Regions from separate parts of the Mus musculus genome. Here region 2 is linked to region 1. A link is a contact called in public HiChIP or PLAC-seq data. All regions are on one chromosome and are shown on one strand. Each heading gives the region's core, a stretch centred on a gene start, on an enhancer-like site or on the middle of the called end of the contact. The rest is flanking DNA. Distances are from core to core; before and after follow the strand shown. Region 1 has its middle 26 kb from the start of Gm16675. Region 2 overlaps Enpp6 (ectonucleotide pyrophosphatase/phosphodiesterase 6).

Region 1 (6,945 bases), core at 1,405-3,904:
TCCCCTCTCCTGCAGAAGGTCTTTCTGCGGTGTAGTGTTTCAGAGACTCCATTCCTGGGAGCCTTTTCCCTGACTCTACAGATGCCTCCCCAGCAGCTATAAGGTGCAGGGGCTTCGTCTTAATCACAAAATGTGTTCCAGTTTCTGTAACAATCTGCAGCTGTTTGACTGTTGCATTCAAGGAGTTTGAAAGATGGTTCAGTGTCCCCCGGAGCAGCTTCAGAACAAACGCAAACGACTTTCCACTTCCCAGTATCAGTGGAATTTTTAACATTTCTTCAATTAAGCTCCGGACCTACAGAGTCAGTGTTGAATAAGAAAGAGAGCGAGGGGGTGGTGAATTACCCAGAGTTGCTTTCTAAAAGCTGCTCTCTGGATGACAAAGGCTCTGCCCAGTGCAGCCTGCAGCCCTCTCTGGACATACCTGTAAACAGGAGGAGTGCCCGTCTCTGGATCCTCCCACGTCGACATGGGATACCTAATTCACAAGTGGTGTCACAATCAGGGGCAATGAGTTATGATATTTGTGACACCTCAGCTCTAAAGAGAATTTTTATTTTAAACAATACCCCATTAGTGTGAGTTCAGGCAGTTTCCTTATGACTCTAAGACTCCAAGTCCTTCAAAGTGGTAGAACAGTTTGCCCCCTTAGATGGGAGGAAGATCATAGCTTACATGGTTGGTTAGCCAGATCCTCCCTGGCGAGCCTGGCTTGCCTTCAGTCCCATGACTTTTCCTACACTTGCGCGTCAGACAGTTTGTCATTAGCCTGGAGTTTCTGCTAGGCGGTCACTTTTTTTTCTTTTCAGATTATTTGGAATCAACCACATAATAGTTAGGCCATGTTCCAAATATCTGTAACATAAATGTCAAACAATGATATTTAATTGTGCTCTGGGGAGATATTTGGGGACATAATGATCATGGGTTCCCCACCAAGCACAAAGGGAAATACCGCACATGGCTGTCATTGTCTTCCAGTAAGCATTCAAACACTTTTGCATTGCATCTACTTTGTAAGAGGCAGACTAGGAACACAACGCCAAAGTCTTGTTTATGCCGTTTGGGTGTCATGGATACATTTAAATTTTCTGCTCCTGGAAGAGACTCACATACTGATGCTCAGAAGAAAAAAAAATTCTACAGAACCACCAAGATGTTTTAGATAAAGGTGGCCTTTCAGATCAATGATATAAGGTTATACAAGAGGGTTTGGGGGTGGGGTGCTGGGATCTTGCTCCCCACCCCCAAACTAAGATCCTTACTGAGGGATACTGTAATCTTCAGAGGAAATGAGTTGTGAGCCTGATAAAGCCAACTGTGCCAGGTTTTCCAAGGCAGGTGTTAGACAGCATCTCTTTCTTTTGTGCTGAGCAGGTCCAGGGCACACTGGTGTTACAGTCTGCAGAGTTCCTCGGAGCTGGATACTAGGGTCCCAAGAACTAATGTCTGAACTCAAAGCTATTGCTCACTGTAGCAAATCTTCATACACTACTCTCTCTTTCAAGAGCTAAGGGCCTTCAACCAAGAAAGGAGTGAAAATTCTAGATCCCAGCAGAGAAAACAGAGAGGGGTGGGTGGAGAAGGCGGGGTAGGAAGCCTTTCCTCTTTGCCTGTTAGCTGTTCTGTTGGCCTCCCCGGGATTGTAGGTCCCTGACATTCAACAATCTCTCTGGACAGTTCCTACCTAATGATGTACTTGATATTCTGACTAGCTGACCCAGCTTGCAGCTGCTGACGTCTTCTTCGCCCTCATCTCTAACATCTCTGAGCTTCTTTCAGCTCATTTTGTCCTGGGGAGCTACTACTGAACCATTGGGTAGATAAGGGCACAGTCAGAAAAATGTAAAGCATCGAGAATGTCTTAATGCTGAAAATGCAGCAGTGGTCGGATCATGTGTTTAACTCTTCCCACAAAAAGTAAGATTACATGTGTTCCAGTCTCTGTTGCCTGGGCAGGTCACTCCTCTGAGACCAACCTGATGACCAGACTTCAAAGATCACCCACCAGATTGCCAAGGTAGTCTCCAAACAGGAAATTTCCTATTCAGGCTTTCCCAACTCCTTCCGGTGCTACCCTGTTGAGAAGAGTGAGGACGGAGTCACTTGCTAAAATTGCAAAGGCCAGACCTGCAGCTGGCTGCATTGAGTTGTTTCTGAAGCTCCTTGGAGCAGTTGTGACTCATCCCTCCTACAGTCCCTTCACTTCCCACCCCTCTCACCAAACCAGCTACCCGTCTCACTCTGACTCCTATGAGCCCACTTATTTTCAAATTTGCTCAGTAAACACAACATCCAACCCCAACTTGCTTTCATGCACAGGATGGAGAGAGGGAGAAGGAGAGGGAGAGGGAGAGGGAGAGGGAGAGGGAGAGGGAGAGGGAGAGGGAGAGGGAGAGGGAGAGGGAGAGGGAGAGGGAGAGGGAGAGGGAGAGGGAGAGGGAGAGAGAGAGAGAACACTCTCGAGATTAAAAAAAAAGGGGGGTGGGCTTATGCAGGAAAGAACAACCAAAGACAGAGTAAGGATTTCTTCCCTGGACTTTGGGGAGCGAGAAACAATAGCTAATAAGAGACAAGAGCCAGGTTTAGGACTTGTGCCATCCTGCCCAGCTGATTTAAAGGGACACACCCATCCTAGGTAGTTTACCGGAAGTTGCTCCACAATCGCCTGCACACACAGCCCTGCGATTAGGAACCAAACAACCCTCTGGAGCCCTGGCTGAGCTGAGAGGGTCACAATGGACGAAACTGGCTTCCTTCCACACAACAAGGAAACTCAGACATATTTTCTCTGCTCCACCTTCCAGCCCTGTTGCCAAAGTCACAACAAGAAATGCAAACACCTCGATTTTTTCAGAGAAGTTGCAGGTATTTCCTGGATGGTTCCAACTGCCAATAAAAAAGAAAGAAGAAAAAAAGCAGCTTGTGGGTAAGAGAGAACAGCAGCTCCTTTCAAGAAAAACTCTGTGGAAGAGAGCAAAAGAAGAAACCAGAGTTTGATGAGATGTGACTGAACCAAGTGACGCTTAAAACCAGTTCCAGCGGACAGCAGTTTTAAGGGGGTGTCAAGACATGTAACCATTTCCCAATTCTCATCTCAAACCCTACTTTGCTATGGTCCCAGAGCCCAGGGACTCCAAGCCCACCCCACCCCCACCCCTGCCCTAGTACTTTGAAAATAGAAAGTATTCAATAGATCTGCTCAATAGTATTATCATCATTTATTAGTCGTTTCTGTGTACGTATGATTTATACATGTGCGTACCTAAAGATGTGCAGGTGGCGACTGCCGAGACCACGTGTGTAGAACTCCGAGGAGCTGAGGCATCCTCCTCAGTCACTCACCGGCTTATTCTCTTGAGACAACACTGCGGTTACAGGTGCACGCGGCCAGGCCTGTCATTTTCAGGGGGGTACCAGAGAACTGACCTCAAGTCTATCAGCTTGTGCAAAAAGTGCCCTTACACACTAAACCACTTCCTCAACCCTTGGCCAACATTATTTGTTGAGTGCCTGCCCCTTTTCAGGCACTAAAACATGGAGCATTGTAACAATAGAACTATCCCTGTGTCTCCTGCAGATCCTTAGGGACATGCAGGCAATGATCATCTGTATACAGAAACAACTAATAAAGAAATTGGTTTCAGAACCCCTCTCAGATCCCAAGTCCAAGGATGTCCAAGTCCTTTATAGTAATGCTATATAGTTTGCATATAACACACACACACACAACCCTACACTTTAATCATGTCTTGATTACTTTCAGTGCAAACTATAAATAGGACTGGGGATGTAGCTCAGTAGTAGACCACTTGAAATAGTCCTGACACTGTGTTATGTAGGAAATGATGACATGCTCAGAAGAAACAGAGCCACCACAGGCCTAACTGCATAATACATAACAAAAACAACTTAGCATATCTTTCTTTGCAACATTTTCCAGCTCCCAGGTAATAAGGCTTGCAGCTGTGGGGCCAGCGGATAGGAAAGGGCTGCCTATCTATTTGGCTCGGAGATCAACCCAATAAAGCTAATCATTAGACTCTTAGTGGAAACTCAGAAGCGCGCGTTTAGCATGAGCCCCAATTAAAAACACACTTTACTTTCCAAGTTGTAGATCTTTTTTTATTATTATTATTAATTCCTTTGCTTTAAAACTTAGTTCAGTCCGCGCCATAGCCTTTTGCTTGAAACCATTCTTGATGCCTATATGCGACTCTCGGTAACAGGCTCACCAATGTGCCACTCAAAGCACTGCTTTAGCCTCTACATGTTTGGACCTGAATGCAAGGTCGTCCCCCAGTTCCACGTGTCCCCTGGTGGTTCTCCATCCCCAGGACTTGCGCATCCGCTCTGCCTCCTTCTGCCTCTTTATTCCCAGCAGCCAACAAACATGACCATGTCTCATTTCTACTTCCTAATACAACTCAAACAACATGGCAATGTGTTACCTTCTCTGCTGACCCTGCACAAGGCACAGGAGAGATGGCCACCGCCATCTCCGTGCTCGACCTAAAGATGAAAAAGACAGAGCTGCAGAGGAAATATGGCCACCCCCTAATATTGCACAACAGAGCAAAAGGCAATCTCGAGTTCGAACTCGGGTTCTTCAGTCCTGTGCCTCTGATGAGGTGACCCCTGCCCTAATCTGAACCTTAGCCTCGCTGCTCTCTGCTCTGCCTTCTTGTTGGTGCTTTTAAAGCGATCTGTACTATAGCTCTAAAGTCAGATTTATACAGGCAATTCATGAACACGAGGTCTACCTCTTTTAAGCACCGTTTGCTAAGTCCTGACAGACGTATATGGTTAAGTAACAGCATACACAGGATATTTCCATTACCCCGAAGAGGTCTCGCTGGCCATTTAAGATCAGGCCTCTCCCTGGTTCCTGACCTCAGCCATCACAAGTCAGCTTTTCCTTCCCACAGATTCTCTTTTTAAACTTTGAGGAATGTTGGGCAGGAAGAGATGGCTCAGTAATTAAGAAGACCTCTTACTGCTCTTGCAGAGAGTGTGGTTGGATTCCCACACCCACAGGATGGCTCATGAACCTCTGAGACCCCTGTGCCAAAGAATCCAGTGACCTCCTCTGTCCTATGACGTCACCAGACACACATGTGATGCACTTACATCTAGGCAAGGAAAACAGTTGTACTCATCGCCATCTTTCTTCTCCCTCCCTCCCTCCCTCCCTCCCTTCCTCCCTCCCTCCCTCCCTCCCTCCCTTTCTCTTTTTCTTTAATTCAGGATCTCCCTATGTAGCCCCGGGTAGCCTGTCCCTTGTTCATCAGGCTGGCCTCGCACCCACAAAAATCCAACTACCTCTGCCTCCCAAGTGCTAGGATTGAAGGTATTTGCTATTGATCCTCCCCTAAAATAAAATAAATCTTGAAAATCAAAACTTAAAGGACACGACATTGATAGAATCAAGCTGTACAATCTTTGGCTTCTGTGTGCTTTAACTCAGCATAGTGGTTTTTTTGTTTCACCCAGGTTGCTCTGAATATCAGTAGTTCAGTCCCCTTTGTCACTAAGTCCTATGGATACCTTTGCACAGAAGTGTTACTGTACACAGGGGCTTTCGTTGGTAGAAATTATATTGATTTCCAGTTTGGAGTTGCTATGAATGAAGCCTCTAGAAAGGTTTGTGCATAGGTGTTATATGGGTCCATATTCTTTCTCTTGGGTAAATATGCAAGAACGGGATATAAGTCAAAAACAAAAAAAGAAAAATATATGTGTTTGATTTTGCAGTAGTCTATCAAACTGGGGCCTGGGAGATGGCTCAGTTCATGAAGTGCGTGCTGTGCAATCGTAAGAAGACGAGTTTGGTCCCCAGCACCCATGTGAAAGCTGCATTGTGTAATGCAGGTGTGTAATGCACTTGTGTAATGCAGGTGTGTAATGCATGTCTATAACACCGGTGCTGGAAGGGAGAGGGACAGAGACCAGTGGATCAATTACTGGAGCTAATTATCCTGCCAGGTCCAGGGAGAGACTTTGTCTCAAAAGAAAACAGTGAAGAGTAACTGAGAAAGACACCCAATGTTGATATTTGGCCTCTATATCAGTGTGTAAATAGTGTACACACACTGCATTTTTTAAAAAGACAGGGGTGAAAGACCAATCCGTCGAACCATTTTCCAAGTGGCTCTATGATTTTGCATACAGGCCAGCAGTGATGGAGTCCCAGGTGCTCTGCACCGACCGTTGGCATCGGTACTCTAATTTTAGCTATGCTGAGATACATGGAGTGTTACCTCGTTACAGTTTCGACTGATGACTAAGGCCGTTGCTCATCTAGTTCATGTGCTCACTGCTATTTGTCTTCCTTAGATGAGCATCTCAGGTTCCTTTCTAAGCTGGCAGTTTATTTTCTGCTTGCTGATCTGGGAAGCTCTACAATCTGCACACACTTCCTTTATCAGAGATACTAGGCAAATGGCTCCTCCAAACCCAGCGCTTGGCTCTTCGGTTCCTTAGCAGCATATTTGCAGAGTGGTTTCACGGTAGGATCGCTGAGGTGACTGATTTCCTTTGTGCATCCCGATTTTTCAGTATTAGCTAAAAATCCTTTGCCTAAGCTAAGGCCACGGAACCTTCATTTCACGTGCCCCCCCCCACCCCCACCCCACCACCCGAATCCTTTTGCAGTTTTGCCTCTCATTTTTTAAGATCTATGTTCTGTTTTATGTTAACTTGAATATGGTTCAAAGTAAATGTCTCCACCTCTACTCTCCAGCCCTATCCCTTTTTCTTCTTAAAAACCCACTCCTGTAAAAACCACTTGCTTGCTGCTTACTGCTTGACGCTGCTTGCTCTCTGCCTTTGCAGCCTTCCCGCTACCACCTCCACCCAGCTTGCCCCTTTGAGGTAATAAACCTCTGTGATAATTCTGTCTGGGTATGTCCTATACCAACTCTGAGGGGCGTGACTTTCCTTACA
Region 2 (6,945 bases), core at 1,424-3,923, 330 kb before region 1:
GCGATATGTCACTAACAGAACCATTGTGCGTACACTGGAAAGTTCTCGTATGGTTTTGCTTCCATCTGCACTTCCTGACACTTCACTGTCTTGCTCTTACCAACTTTTGGATTTTTATTTCTTTTTACAATTAGCCACTTTCCATTTTAGTGTGTGTTCTTTAGTCAGGAGTAAACCCTGTTAAAGCTGTAGACTCGACCCCGCCCTCCCCCGCAGCAGCCTCAAACCCAGGAGTCCTGCTGTCGCCTAACTCTTAGAGCTGTGGTCTAATGACAGGCCAAGGGCAGCTATCAAAAGAGGTGATGACATGCAGATATTTCTGGCTGAAATAAAAAAGCAAAATGAGGAATTTTGCAGAGAAAGAGAGGGTTTAGACTTTAGAGTCTTTCTTAGAGTTGTTGCTTGAGCTTTGTTTGGGGAGCTCGCCTCTCCCAGAGAGCCCAGACCTCCAGCAGGGATCAGAGAGGCTGAGAACTTTCATTGTCAGACTGAAAATCGATTTAGCACAGCAAGAGCACTGGCGGATGCCATATTAAAAACCCTCTTCTTAGTACTGAGTTCGCAGCACTTGGTGCTCAGCACTAGTACTTGCACTCGGCACTTGTACTCCACAGAGCATCAGCAAGGTGGCACACACTTTTAATTCCAGCACTCGGGAGGCAGAGGCAGGCGGATTTCTGAGTTTGAGGCCAGCCTGATTTACAAAGTGAGTTCCAGGACAGCCAGGGCTATACAGAGAAACCCTGTCTCAAAAAACGAAGAAGAAGAAGAAGAAGAAGAAGAAGAAGAAGAAGAAGAAGAAGAAGAAGAAGAAGAAGAAGAAGAAGAGGAGGAGGAGGAGGAGGAGGAGGAGGAGGAGGAGGAGGAGGAGGAGGAGGAGGAGGAGGGGGGGGGTGAAGAAGAAGAAGAAGAAGAAGAAGAAGAAGAAGAAGAAGAAGAGGAGGAGGAGGAGGAGGAGGAGGAGGAGGGGGGGGGTGAAGAAGAAGAAGAAGAAGAAGAAGAAGAAGAAGAAGAAGAAGAAGAAGAAGAAGCAGCAGCAGCAGCAGCAGCAGCAGCAGCAGCAGCAGCAGCAGCAGCAGCAGCAATTTTCAACAGGACTCTAAAGCCTGAGACTCCTTGTGAATCGCTTTCTTGGAAAACTCAGAGCAAGTGTCACAGGACTGTACATTGCAACCTGGCCTGCAGTGTATTGCTAGACAGTAGTGAAAAACAAAAACACAAACATACAAAAAACTGAATCAGAGCTGCTTGGTCTCAGTGCGCTGGAATTTAGTCCAAGACAGAATTTGCCCAGAAACTTTGACACAGGTTCCAAGCAGCGTTCACAACAACAGGAATTACCCAGCATTGGAAACCAGGCTTCTGAAGGAATACCTAGAGTCATGGCAAGTGTCCAAGACCCCATTCCTGAAGCACTGGCCCATGAACTGGACAGAAGACTCAGAGACAAGAACAGGCCTACCCATCACAAAAGAACTTCTGAGAATGAGAAAGACTTGTGGGGATTCAGGGGAAGAATGGTGGCTCTCTTAAGGCTGAATCCAGCTATTAGGCCAGACAACATTCATATCCCCTCAAGATCTCTCCTTCAAAAACTCTTCATTGTTAATTAATATCCAACATCAATTTAGCAGGTCTCCCCTCCCACTCCTCCCTTCCCCTTCCTTCTCCTCCCCTCCCCTTCCCTCCCCACCCCTCCCCTCTCTTCCCTTCCCTTCTCCTCTCTTCCTTAATTTTTTTCCCTCTCTCTCTCTCTCTCCTTTCTCTCAGTTCTTCCTCTTCTCTTCCTTCTCCTGCCATTCCTTTTCCTTCTTCTTTCTCCTCCTTCCACCCCTCTCTTCCTCTTCTCTCCCTCTCCCTCTCCCTCTCCCTCTCCTCCTTCTCCCTCTCCCTCTCCCTCTCCCTCTCCCTCTCCCTCTCCCTCTCCCTCTCCCTCTCCCTCTCCCTCTCCCTCTCCCTCTCCCTCTCCCTCTCCCTCTCCCTCTCCCTCTCCCTCTCCCTCTCCCTCTCCCTCTCCCACTCTGGCCCCACCTACTGTCCCTGGTTCTATTTACATTCACTTTGACTTTACCTCTAGCAACCCAATACTATTAGTCTTATGCTGCTCCCCATCCCCCATGACACATAGAGTAACTAATGTATTAATGTACATAGTACAGCCAGTTCCCCTTTATTTCCTGAAGTGATTGTGGCTTCACGGTCGATTACTTTTGTTTCATTGTTAATGTCTTTGCGTAGAGGGCTTATCCTGTGATGGTGATTATGATGCAGAGGTTTTGGAGGCTGATGGAGCCTTTTATGACCCAGTTGTGTATGACCTAAGGACCCTAAGACTCATAGTCCTCAAAGATTGACCAGAGATAGTGGCTCTGAGTTCATTGTTTCACGTCCAAGAAAAATTAATGACACACATTCTTGTGGGAGCATACAAAGTGGAAGTGAGGTTTATTTAAAAAAAAATGACTACAGGAAAGTGAGAAATTAAGAAAGAAAGAGAAACCCCCAAGTGTTAGTAAGGTTCCCCAAAGGAAGAAAACCTTTTAACTTGGTTTTTATGAGGCAATGGCATAAAGTGGATGAAGAATGAGGTCATTTCTCCTGAGACTGACTGTTTCTCTGGGTTACCATGGGCCCAGTCAATTGAGGGCCCACATGTTCTATAGCTGTTCCCCTGACCCAACCATGGGAATGATTGTGTGCTGTGCATGTTCTGTCCACACAGTTAAGGGTAGAAATGCCCTCTGTCCTCTGACTCCAGCTTTGATGTTGACTGTCTGCTAGCCCTTACTCACTTCATTGAACACCATCTGACCTTGGCAGGTGTCTCAAGTGCTGTTAATTGTAATGAGCTCTATTTGTTCTCACATCTACCAAGAAGTAGCTGCGGTGTTCTTGGTTATGCCTTTATGTATGGGATGGGCCTCCTTCCTAAAAGGCAACTCGACATGTTAGAAGCCACCCTTACATACAAGTTAGTCTATTGTCGTTAGCTGCATTAGAAGCAACTTACTTAAAGCAAAGATATGTAATAAGAAACTGATCCTAGCATGTATTTTCTAGAGGGGGGAAATTCTGATGGAAGTTAGTCAGCCATCCTGCTGTAAATGACCTAGTTTCTTTGAGCCCACTGATCTTCTATCAAGTCCACTTGCCTACCTCATGCTCAGAAGCAAGCATCTCTATCTTTCATCCTCAGTATCCTGATCTCATTCATTCTTTTAACCTTTATATTCCCTTTTTACCTTACCACTCATTTACATATTAGTACATATGGGCAACTTTTGTTTGTTTGTTTGTTTGTTTTTTGACGATGAGCTCTTTAATTTATTACACAGAGCTATGTATGTCTCAATCACTGGTGCAAGTAATATTATATAGTCTTATGCAAATAGGAATGTAGTCTTAGGAAGCTTAAGCCTGGTGCCATGCACACAGGCTTATTATACCTCAACCTTACTATGACCTAGTCCCTCTTGAACTTTTCAAGCATTCCCACTGATAGAATGAAGGTGACTTAAATTTAAAAGCTCAACCAATGGTCTAACTCCAGATAAGAAATCCCAAATGCAAAAACAAAAGAAATATGAACAGCCAAGGCAACATGTCTCTGCCCAAAATTACCAACTCCACAGTAATGGCCTCCCAAGGAGAGAGATGCAAAATTTTAGGCAAGGAATTCAAAAGAATGTTTTGAAATATGTTCAAAGAAGTGAAGGGGGATATAAAATAATTCCTGAATGAATTCTAAGAGAGTATATAAACATCTTTTTTAAAAAAATAAGCCATCACAGAATATGGAAATTAAGAGAAAAGCACAGAAGAAACACCAAATTAAATTGGTAGAAATGAAAAAAAATCCACTAAGTAAATAAAAAGTTTAATAGAAAGCTTAGTCGTTGAACTGATCGTGGGGAAGACAGAATGCCAGGGCTGAAGATGAGGGAGAGGAGTTAGAATTTTCTAGTAACCTTCTTATAGCATTTCAATAATACAAATAAATTAATGAAAACATGATTAAAAAGCACAACAGATATATATGGGACACTGTGAGAAAAACAAATCTAAGAGTCATGAGACAGAGGAAATTCTTCTCATGGAAAAGGAACATAAAGCATTTTTTTAACAAAAATCACAGAATAATTTTTTCCAAATGTAGGGAAGGAGATGGTCAAGTACAAGAGCATTAAGGATAATAAATATGTAAGACCAGAAAAGGAAACTCCATGTCATAGTTAAAGCATAAAATATACAGAACAATGAAACTATACTGAATACTGCACAAGAGAAACACCCGCATGAAGGCAGGCCCACCAGAGTAACAGCTGACTCTGCATCAGGAACTTTAAAAGCCAGAAAAGCTTAGAATAATATGCCTCAGGTTCTGAAAGACAACCGATGCCTACTCAGCTTACTGTACCCAGGAAAGCTATTTGTCATAATTGAAGAAGAAAGAAAAACTTTTCATTATTAGAAACAGTCTAAAGAGTTCCTGGCCACTAAGCTGGCTCCAGAGAACATGTTAGCAATAATCTGTCAGATTGAAAAGAAAGGCAAATGTACCCATGAAGCTACAGGAAAAAAAAGATAAACTATGTTAGTGCAGTAGTTAATCAAACGAGGAATGGAAAAACAAAAGCAAACAAACAACCCCACACACACAAAACAAAAATGACAAAAATTAATACACATATGTCAATAGTAACTCTGGATATTAATATCAGTTCTTCAATTAAGGACACAGACTAACAGCTTGGAGAGATGAATAAAGACTTAATATGTTGCCTCTAAGAAACACACCTCGCTATCAAAGAAAGATATTACTTTAATGTGAAAAGATAAAGATATATATTTCAAGCAAATGGAGAACACCACCAAAGGCTCCAAAAGGTGTTGCTGTTCAAATATCTGGAAAAATAGATTTCAAACCCAAAAATAGTCAGAAGGCCATTTCATGCTTATTAAAAGAACAAGATAGCAAGAGGCCATTACAGTTCTAAACATATACAAAGCATGGGCGCACATAATTTCCTAAAGCAGATGCTGCTAGATTTGAACTCACAGGTTGGCCCTAGCACAACAGTGGGCGGTTTTCATAACACTCTTACTAACATATACTTCACTGCAACTAAAATAGAGACACACGGGGGAGAAACAATATCAAAGATTGAATACACCTAGCAGACACCTACAGACCATTCCCTTTAAATGACGCAGACAAACATTCATCTCCATGGTCAATAGTGCTTCCCCTAAGGTAAATGATGTAGGAGAGCACAGAGCAAGTCTTAATAATACAGGAAAATTGAAATAACTTTTTTTTCTATCTGACCACTGTAGAGTAAGCGTATAAAGCCTGTAAATCAACAACAAGAGAAATTATAGGAAATAAATAAATTCATGGAGATCAAACAGAGCTAGCTCACTGTTACATGATGAATCGCTTGTTGAAAAAAAAAATCCAGAAGGAAAAGAATTTTAAATCCAAGAATAGAATGAAAATAGAAACAGCATACCAGGACCTGTGGGAGACCATGAAAGCAGTCTCAGAGGGCAGTTTACAGCTACAAGTGCCTCCACTTAAAAACTCATAAAACCTCGAAGTAAAAAACACAATGACATGCATTATTAGGGTTAGAAATGCAAAACGCAAGCCAAAACCAAAAGTAGAAGGAGAGAGAGAGGGAGAGGGAGAGAGAGAGAGAGAGAGAGAGAGAGAGAGAGAGAGAGAGAGAGAGAGAGAGAGAAAGAGAGAGAGAGAGAGAGAATTAAGAACAAAAAATAAACCAAAGAATGAATGAAATGAAGACTTGGTTCTTTGAAAAGAAAAACGAGATTTGGTCAAACTCCTGCATATTTGACTAAAAAGTAGAAATAAAATTTCCTATGATGACAAAGTGGATAAAAGAGTGAGGGATAGGAAAATAGAGGAAAAACATAAGAGGGAGCATTTGCTCAACATATATCTACGTAGATAGATAGATAGATAGATAGATAGATAGATAGATAGATAGATAGATAGATAGATAGATACCTGTTGTTATAGAGATATATAGAGAGATATAGACATATTTTTTAAAGAAAATTAAGCTTTAAAAAATAAAACTCCTCCTAACAGAATAAAAAAAAAAAACGTTTACTATAAACCCCAAACTGAGATAATTTGTAAATGCACAGACGGATGAATTCTTCCCAAGTGTGTGAGCTGTTTAAGCAGCACTCACATTGGGCAGCAGAATGTTATCATCGCATACAGCCGCCTTCCCACACACCTCCCTGGTGCCGCTTTGCTCAAGTGTGAATTCTGTCCTATCACTGAACACTAGATTAACTACCTTCAAACTGAACATACTTCGACAATTCAAATTAATTAAAATGTTTAATAAATTCTTAGTAAAATTATATTTAGTATATTCCCTAACATTGTTTTATTAAGCCAATGATTGGCACTTGACAGTCTTGTACCTATCACACATTGTTAGTCGGCCTTTTTTCTGTTGATTTCTGCTGTATTATGACTATGCCGTTCTTCTTCTATTAGCTTGCTATTCATATAGTCTTTGCAAAGTAGCCTGAGAAAATGAAATATAAAATACCGGCCCACTAAAATTTGCTGTAACTTTTCATTTCTTTAACTTTCCAGATGATATAAAGATGGGCTAACTAAAAAAAAAAACAAAACAAAACAAAAAAAAACTCTACCCACTGTTTCCATATATTAATATATTATAACTTCCCATGGATTTTTATAATAAAAAGATTATAATAATATTGTCAATTTGTGTTTACCTACCTGGTTTCCTTCCTGCTGTTCTTCATTCCTCCCAACATCTCTTTGCTTCCCTCTGACACTACCTCCTGTTTGAGGGATTTAATATTCCTGTCCTGTAGACACGCTGGCCCTATCAAATACTACTTCTTTCCCATTCCGCTCCTCCTCTCTTCATT

What was found. HiChIP or PLAC-seq counts read pairs in DNA pulled down with a chosen protein or histone mark.
Region 2: an H3K27ac HiChIP or PLAC-seq map of large pre-B cells shows a contact between it and region 1, with 3 times the contacts expected there. The contact joins two enhancer-like sites. A contact is called at or near these places in 1 of 39 promoter capture datasets (liver) and 1 of 115 datasets of contacts at active chromatin or transcription factors (large pre-B cells).

Annotation. Positions count from the first base shown.
Region 1 is chr8:46,709,805-46,716,749 of GRCm38.p6, reverse strand. No RefSeq gene overlaps it. Among named protein-coding and RNA genes, the nearest start is that of Gm16675, 26 kb to the left of the region's middle. Within about 2 kb of position 2,654, at least 90 of the 459 cell types and tissues checked have an H3K27ac peak or open chromatin away from gene starts, as enhancers often do.
Region 2 is chr8:47,041,794-47,048,738 of GRCm38.p6, reverse strand. The region is part of intron 2 of Enpp6 (ectonucleotide pyrophosphatase/phosphodiesterase 6); the gene reads right to left. Among named protein-coding and RNA genes, the nearest start is that of Gm31231, 38 kb to the left of the region's middle. Within about 2 kb of position 2,673, at least 11 of the 459 cell types and tissues checked have an H3K27ac peak or open chromatin away from gene starts, as enhancers often do.